Regions from separate parts of the Oryctolagus cuniculus genome. Here region 1 is linked to region 2. Evidence: chromatin contacts called from public Micro-C data. All regions are on one chromosome and are shown on one strand. The core of a region is the stretch at or near the end of the contact, and the rest is flanking DNA. Distances in the headings are between cores, read along the strand shown. Region 1 holds the start of MYBL1 (MYB proto-oncogene like 1). Region 2 holds the start of ADHFE1 (alcohol dehydrogenase iron containing 1).

What was found. Hi-C and Micro-C count contacts between places; a contact is called where the count stands out from the background.
Region 1: a Micro-C map of ear pinna shows a contact between it and region 2, with 8 times the contacts expected there. The contact joins the promoter of MYBL1 here to the promoter of ADHFE1 in region 2. A contact is called at or near these places in 5 of 6 Hi-C or Micro-C datasets (ear pinna, embryonic fibroblasts, psoas muscle and 2 more).

The regions. Positions count from the first base shown.
Region 1 is chr6:92,273,985-92,277,112 of mOryCun1.1, forward strand. MYBL1 (MYB proto-oncogene like 1) reads right to left here and starts at 1,495. Exons shown (of 16, transcript XM_051844529.2): 1 at 858-1,495. The coding sequence starts at 877.
Region 2 is chr6:92,092,407-92,095,615 of mOryCun1.1, forward strand. It overlaps ADHFE1 (alcohol dehydrogenase iron containing 1), which reads left to right and starts at 1,675. Exons shown (of 15, transcript XM_070075107.1): 1 at 1,675-1,736; 2 at 1,848-2,031. It overlaps RRS1 (ribosome biogenesis regulator 1 homolog), which reads left to right. Exons shown (of 1, transcript XM_002710447.5): 1 at 1-916. The coding sequence ends at 420. LOC103348037 (a long non-coding RNA gene) reads right to left here and starts at 2,140. Exons shown (of 6, transcript XR_011389115.1): 1 at 2,012-2,140; 2 at 1,287-1,526.

The DNA of each region.
Region 1 (3,128 bases), core at 245-2,744, 180 kb after region 2:
CTCTAGTTCAGACTTTGAAGCTGTGGATCTAAATCAAAAAAAACTTTTGGAAATTCTGCCCAACATCTTTTCAGGTTTATTTAATACTACTGAAGATTTAAAACACATCCCAGATTTTCGTCATCGAAGCGATTACTCCACATAATTGATGAGTAGCTACTGTAGCGACACACAAAAAAATGATTCATTCTACACATTTTCCAACAAAATATGTGCAACACCTCTGTGCCACACTTAGATACAGAGTTAACGAAGGACGCCCAAAATGTCAAGTGACTCAAACAGTGTTTTAAGAGCAAGCTGGTGGTAGCCACGGTGTGTTATCTTCCCAGAAGATGTAAAATACATATACATGAACATGGGCATTGTAATTAGAGAAAGCATCACACAAAGGTCCTCCTCAGCTACCCAAAAGGGGATTTTCCATAACCTTTCAAGAGAGCAGAGTTGGCAGAGGGGCTGCCGCCCAGGTTTGTCGGGGAGCTCCTATTTCGACAGTGCAGTCGATCGGAAGCGAACTCTAAACTCCGTTTCGAGGCATCCAGGATGGGCACGATCACTTGTATCCGGGTAGCATCTTCCCTCAAAGCGCACACACTTACCTGGCAAGAAACCTCCCTCCAAGAGTGGCTGGGAGGGCTGAGAGGTGGGACGTGCGCCGTGGGGACGCCGTCACACACACTGGTCCCCCACTCTGCCCTGCGCTCGACCCCGTGGGGCCGAGAGGCTGTAGGGCAGCGACTTGGAAACCCTCTGCCCTGCCTGGGGGAGAGCTGGGTGCGGGGGGCAGCGGGAAACGAACGAGACCCCGGCCAGAGTTGGCGCTGACAGGCCCGGGTGAAAGGGATGTCACCCACCTGCGCGACCTCTTCGCCATCCTTCAAGTACCGCATAGGCGCGGGCTGGGCGGGGACGCAAGTCAGCCTCCTCCAGCCTCAGGCGAATGCTCCTTCTCCCCGACTCTCCCAGCGGCTTCCCTCGCTCCCTCCCAGAGGCGGCCGAGAGCGGAACGCCAAGTCCCAGGCAGGGCAGGACGGAGGGACTGAGGGGCGGACCGCGACCCGCCCCCGGCCCGCAGCGCTGTGTCCTAGCCCCGGCCCGGCCCGGTCAGGGATGCCCCCAACATGTCAGGAGGCACGCTCCCGCCCCTCGCCAGCTTCTTCGGCCGCCTCTGAGCCTCCCGGCTGAGGTCCCAGCGCAGCTCCGCCGCGGGCGCCGACCCCCGCCCTCTCCCCGCAGCGAGCAGCTGTGCAGGGCTCGCAGCCTCCTGCAGGGTTTTGTCCGCACCGCCGAATCTCGCGCCCAGCCTCCCTCAAGAGCCGCCGTTTGAATCTGCGCACGCGGCCCGGAACCTTATTGGCTGTGGCGCCCGCACGCGGGGGGCCAGGGCGGGGCGGGGAGAGCGCGCGCTGCTGAGGGCGGGGCTGGGGAGCTGGAAGCCAGGACTGGAACTCGCGGGAGACGGCGAAGGAGCGGGGAACTAGGGGGTGGGGCCGTAGGCGGGGCTCGCGGGCCGAGCTGTGCCGGGACCCGGAGCGCGCGGAGAGCCGCACCGCGAGGGGGCGGAGCGCCCTGGCCGCGCGCGGCCTGCAGGGAAGCCGAGTTCCTGAGCTTGAGGGGCGGATCCGGAAGCGGCGGCCGCAGAAGCCGCCGCCCTCAATTTCCCCGGGTGAGCGGATGGTGTCCCTGGGGAAGGGCGGTCCTGCCGCCTGGCCGAAGAACGTCTCTGCAGCCTTTCTGGGCAGTAGGTCCTGGCTGTTTGGATGTATCCCGCCTTCGTAATTAGGCGCGGTCGTCGGATGTGACACAAATTTAATCATAACATTTTCGCGGCGGTTATTTTTTTAAGCAAAAACGGGAGCTATTTTTACCCAGAAGACATCCTAGCTAGGAGAGTGGCGAAGATTCTGTGGCAGGGAACTGAATATCACCTCATTTTTCCTCAAGAAGGAACAGAAGTGTGACAAGTGGAAAAGATTTTAGGCGGAGACGTGTGTACAGCGGTAAAAGGAAATGATGCGTGTGTGCATTACGTTCTCAAAGTACTTAATGCAGCGCCCCACCTTAAGGGATAGAACTGATGTGCGGGGTGGGGGAGCTTGGTCCGGGAGAATAATGCGAGAAGACAGAACAGAGGTGGTCTGGGAACTTGGTCCAGATGAATAAGTACGATGGACAGCCCGAGACGTTGACCTTCCGCCCTCACAGGAGAAGCGGGGGTGGGACGTGCGGTACCGCACCGCGGGAGCTTCCAGCAGTTGGAGCCACTAGAGGCTCCAAGTCTAGTAACTAGGAACTGCGCAGTTCGCCTAGCAGGAAAGTAGGTTAACTGCACTAACGATTAGACACGGTTAAGGATTCAAATTTGCAAGACAGCATGCTCTACTGGATAGAGCACTGAACCGCGTGTTAATATTGTACCAAACTGACATTTGCTATTTTGAAATTCTACGCATCATCTTTTGCAAATCAGAAATGCAGGTGCAAATCTGAATTAAGAGGTGGTTACAAGCACTACTGTCAAAACTTAAATACATTTGCGTTTTTAGAGTTCCTTTTTCTCAAGGTATAGATTATGGGAAGGTTAAGCAGCTTTTTATTCCAAATCATGCTGAATTGCTGGTCCACTTTAAAAAAAAAAAAAAAAAGATTTGAGGGCCAGTGCTGGGGCTTAGCGATTAAAGACTCTGCCTGCAGTGCTGGCATCCCATATGGGCGCCAGTTGGAGTCCCAGCTGCTCCATTTCCAATCCGGCTCCCTGCTATGGCCTGGGAAGGCAGTAGAAGTTGGCCCAGGTCCTTGGGCCTCTGCACCCGTGTGGGAGACCCAGAAGAAGCTCCTGGCTCCTGGCTTCCTATCAGGCCAGCTCCCGTTGGGGCCATTTGGAGAGTGAACCAGCAGATGGAAGACCTCTCTGGCTTTTTCTGCCTCTGCCTCTGCCTCTCTCTAACTCTGCCTTTCAAAAAAATAACTTAAAAAAAAATAGATTGGAAATTAGTTTCCAAGTTTCACTAGATTTCGAAAGTCACTTGGAATCAGACATTTCCTATTTTTTCCTGGGTCATACTTCATATATATTCTGACAGGAAGCTGAGATTCTGCTATATTTTAGGCTACAGTTTTATACA
Region 2 (3,209 bases), core at 425-2,924:
TCTCTGGGGCGCTTCCAAGAGCGCCTTCCTAAAGAGAAGGCGCCCCGGGGCTCCGGCAAGAAGAGGAAGTTCCAACCCCTTTTCGGGGACTTTTCGGCTGAGAAAAAGAACCAGCTGGAGCTGCTTCGGGTCATGAACAGCAAGAAGCCCAAGCTGGATGTGACCAAGGCCACCAATAAGCAGATGAGGGAGGAGGACCAAGAGGAGGCCGCCAAGAAGAGGAAGATGAGCCAGAAGGGCAAGAGAAAGGGAGGCCGGCAGGGGTCTGGGGGCCAGCGGAAAGGGGGCCCGCGCAGCCACGGGGGGAAGCGGAAAGGGGGCTCGGGAAGCAAGATGAATTCCGGGCCGCCGGGCTTGGGCGGCAAGAGGCGAGGAGGGGGAGGAGGGGGACAGCGCCCAGGAGGAAAGAGGCGGAAGTAGCAGTTTCACCCTGGGACCCGAACTGTAAACCAAGACCTGCACGTGCCAAATGTTAACATCCAGGGACCATAGGCGGGGGCGGGGGAGGCGGCTGCTGCCTTCCGAGAGCTTGAGGCTGACGGGACGGGATTGCCCTCCCCTCGAGAGCCTGTAAGTTGTCAGTTCTACCGGGTTGATGTTTTCCCCACACCTGAGATTGGCTGGAGATTAAGGATGTGCCAGAGGACGTTAAGAATTAGGGAAACAATGTGTTGATGAAAACTGGGAATGAGTTCTGACAGAGTCATCTTTTTAACTTTGGATATGGGGTGAGGGAGAGCCGGCCACACTTCCCAACCTTAACAGATTGATTTATACATTTCTGCATTATTTTTATAACAAGTATGTAGATTTATCAGCAGTGGGGGAGGTTACAGATATTTTCAGAACTGGGTTTACAAGAAACAGATGTAATGGTTATTTAATAAAGTGTAACTGTATCCAGTGTTGACTTTAACTTTTTTTGACTATTGTGGTAAATGTATAAGGCCAGCAACCTGCATTCCTAGTGTTTTCACTTTCTGAAAACACAAAGCAGTTAAATTATAATGGTTTCAGCAAAGCCACTTTTATTAGAAAAATAACTTCTTTTGGAATCAAATTCAATATTAATAATGTAGTACAATTGGTAGCTGCTTTAAGAAACATTTCATGCTTTACAGCACTGAAAACATTGCTGTAACTCAAGAATTTAAATACCAACAAATCTCATTAATTGAAAAATACTTCAATGTTTCTCAACGTTTATGAATCTACCCTGCTTTTTCCCACTGGGGAAGCCAGTGGCCCACAGAGTCATCCTTAATTGGAACGGTGCTTACACTGACCTGGGCTGGGTTGTTTAGCAGGTGAAACGTTGAAAGCTGTCTTGGGTCTCTTCCCTGTCCCATCAGTTTCTTCCAGCTTGATCTCGGTCAGCTCCTCCGTGTGTAAAGATAAATACTACATTTCCTGAGAACTCTGCCACAGTGCTGGAAGCAATCCAACTGTTTTTGGTCTGACAATGGATAAGAGGCGTTTTGTCTTTTCTTTCTGCTTCATTGGTGTAAGGTTACTTTTAGGAATTGCTATGAAAGAAAAGACTAATTCACACTCCATAGTAATAATTTACAGAAGGTGCAAACATGCAGTTGTTACTGTCTGTATACTTTGCACTGGATAGTTAACTCCCACTGAGACTCAGTTGATTGGGCACTGCCAAGCCTTCCCACCCCCGAGTACAGTGGGGTCATGGCAGGTTTTAACTACTTGCCTTTCACAGCGCGTTTAAAAATCTGGTGACTTCCCCCCCCCCTTTTTTTTTCTGGAGTTTTTTTTTTGGTTTTTGTTATTAGGCCTTGATTCAAACAGTGGGCCCTGTGACAAAAGGTCCCTCTGGCTTTTGTCAGATCCTTGTTTACAGTTAGAACGTTTGAATGCAGTGTCTTGATAATTTAAAAGCCTGTGAGTGGGAAAATACCCTTCCTGGCCTTCCCGCGGCCCCAACAAGTGGGAGGTGAGGGGTTTGGAGTCCAGGGAGACCAGCAGTGCCCAAGACCGGCGGAGCGGTTACCTGCCAGCGCAGTTTCAGAGGTAGGCGGCGAGGTGCAGCTGGGGACAGTGGTTCCGGTTCGGACTCGCGGGAGGGTGGTCCTGAGCCACTGCGGGTTAAAGCTGGGGCTGGTGACCTTGCAGAGGGGGTGGGAGGAGGGCGGAGGCTTGGATTGGCCGACGGCGGGAGGTGGAGCTGGGACCTGCGAGGAAGACCGCGCAGCCATGGCCGCCGCCCGGGCCCGGGTCGCGCACTTGCTGAGGCAACTGCAGCGCGCAGCGTGAGTTGGGGGGCAGCGGGCGGGCAGGGGCCGGAGGACGCTGCCGTGTCTACGCGGGCCCCCGGGCGTGAGCCGCCCGGGCCAGCGCTGCTTCCCGGTACTGCGGGGAAAGGGGGTACCGCAGAGAGTGCTGAGGCGGTGCGCCAGGCAACCTTGCAGGGCTAGGAGAGGCAGGTCTTACCCTGCCTGTCACCGTTAAGGAAACAGTCCCTGGTCCCACGCAGTGGCCAAGACAGACTCGTGTGTCCAGTCAACACATTTATCGAGTGTACATTATGTGCCAGAAGCTGCTCTCGGATCCACGGCATGTAGCGATGAAGGGCTCAGGGGAGAAACAGAGGTGCAAACGGGTAGCATGGGCCTGTGCAGAAAGCAGCAGACAGGTGTAGATGGGAAGAAATGCCATAGATTTGCATGGCACCTACGGGGGAGTCAGGATACTTGACTCTTCCACCCAGGTACATAGCAGTCGCCTGATCAGTACTGGAGTGAGGGCACAAGTCAACCTGGGACATTATGGGAAACTGAGCTGACAGGTGCAGGGAGGTGGGGGAAAGAGGCACTTAGGCATTTCAGGCAGAGACAAGACCAGCACCGGGATGTGAAAGGTGCCCTTCCTGGATCTGAAAGTAGTCAGAACTTCCTTTCATAGAGTATGGTGAGGCTGGAGAAGACATATGGTCCAAGATCATAAACAAGACCCACTGGGCATTTGCCCATGTGCTGCCCACACACCGTCCACTTGTTCTACATGTGCTATTAAGGTTAGTAACCTTAGCCCTTACAGCAACGCTATGCCATACTGCATTGTCCTGCTGTCTCAGAGACAAAGAAAGGCATGAGAATAATCTGTCCAGTGTCAGACAGCTAAGCAAATGGCATAGCCGTAATCTGAACCCCGATACTCTGGCTTTGCGGTCCTCGTTCTTTGGCCTGTGT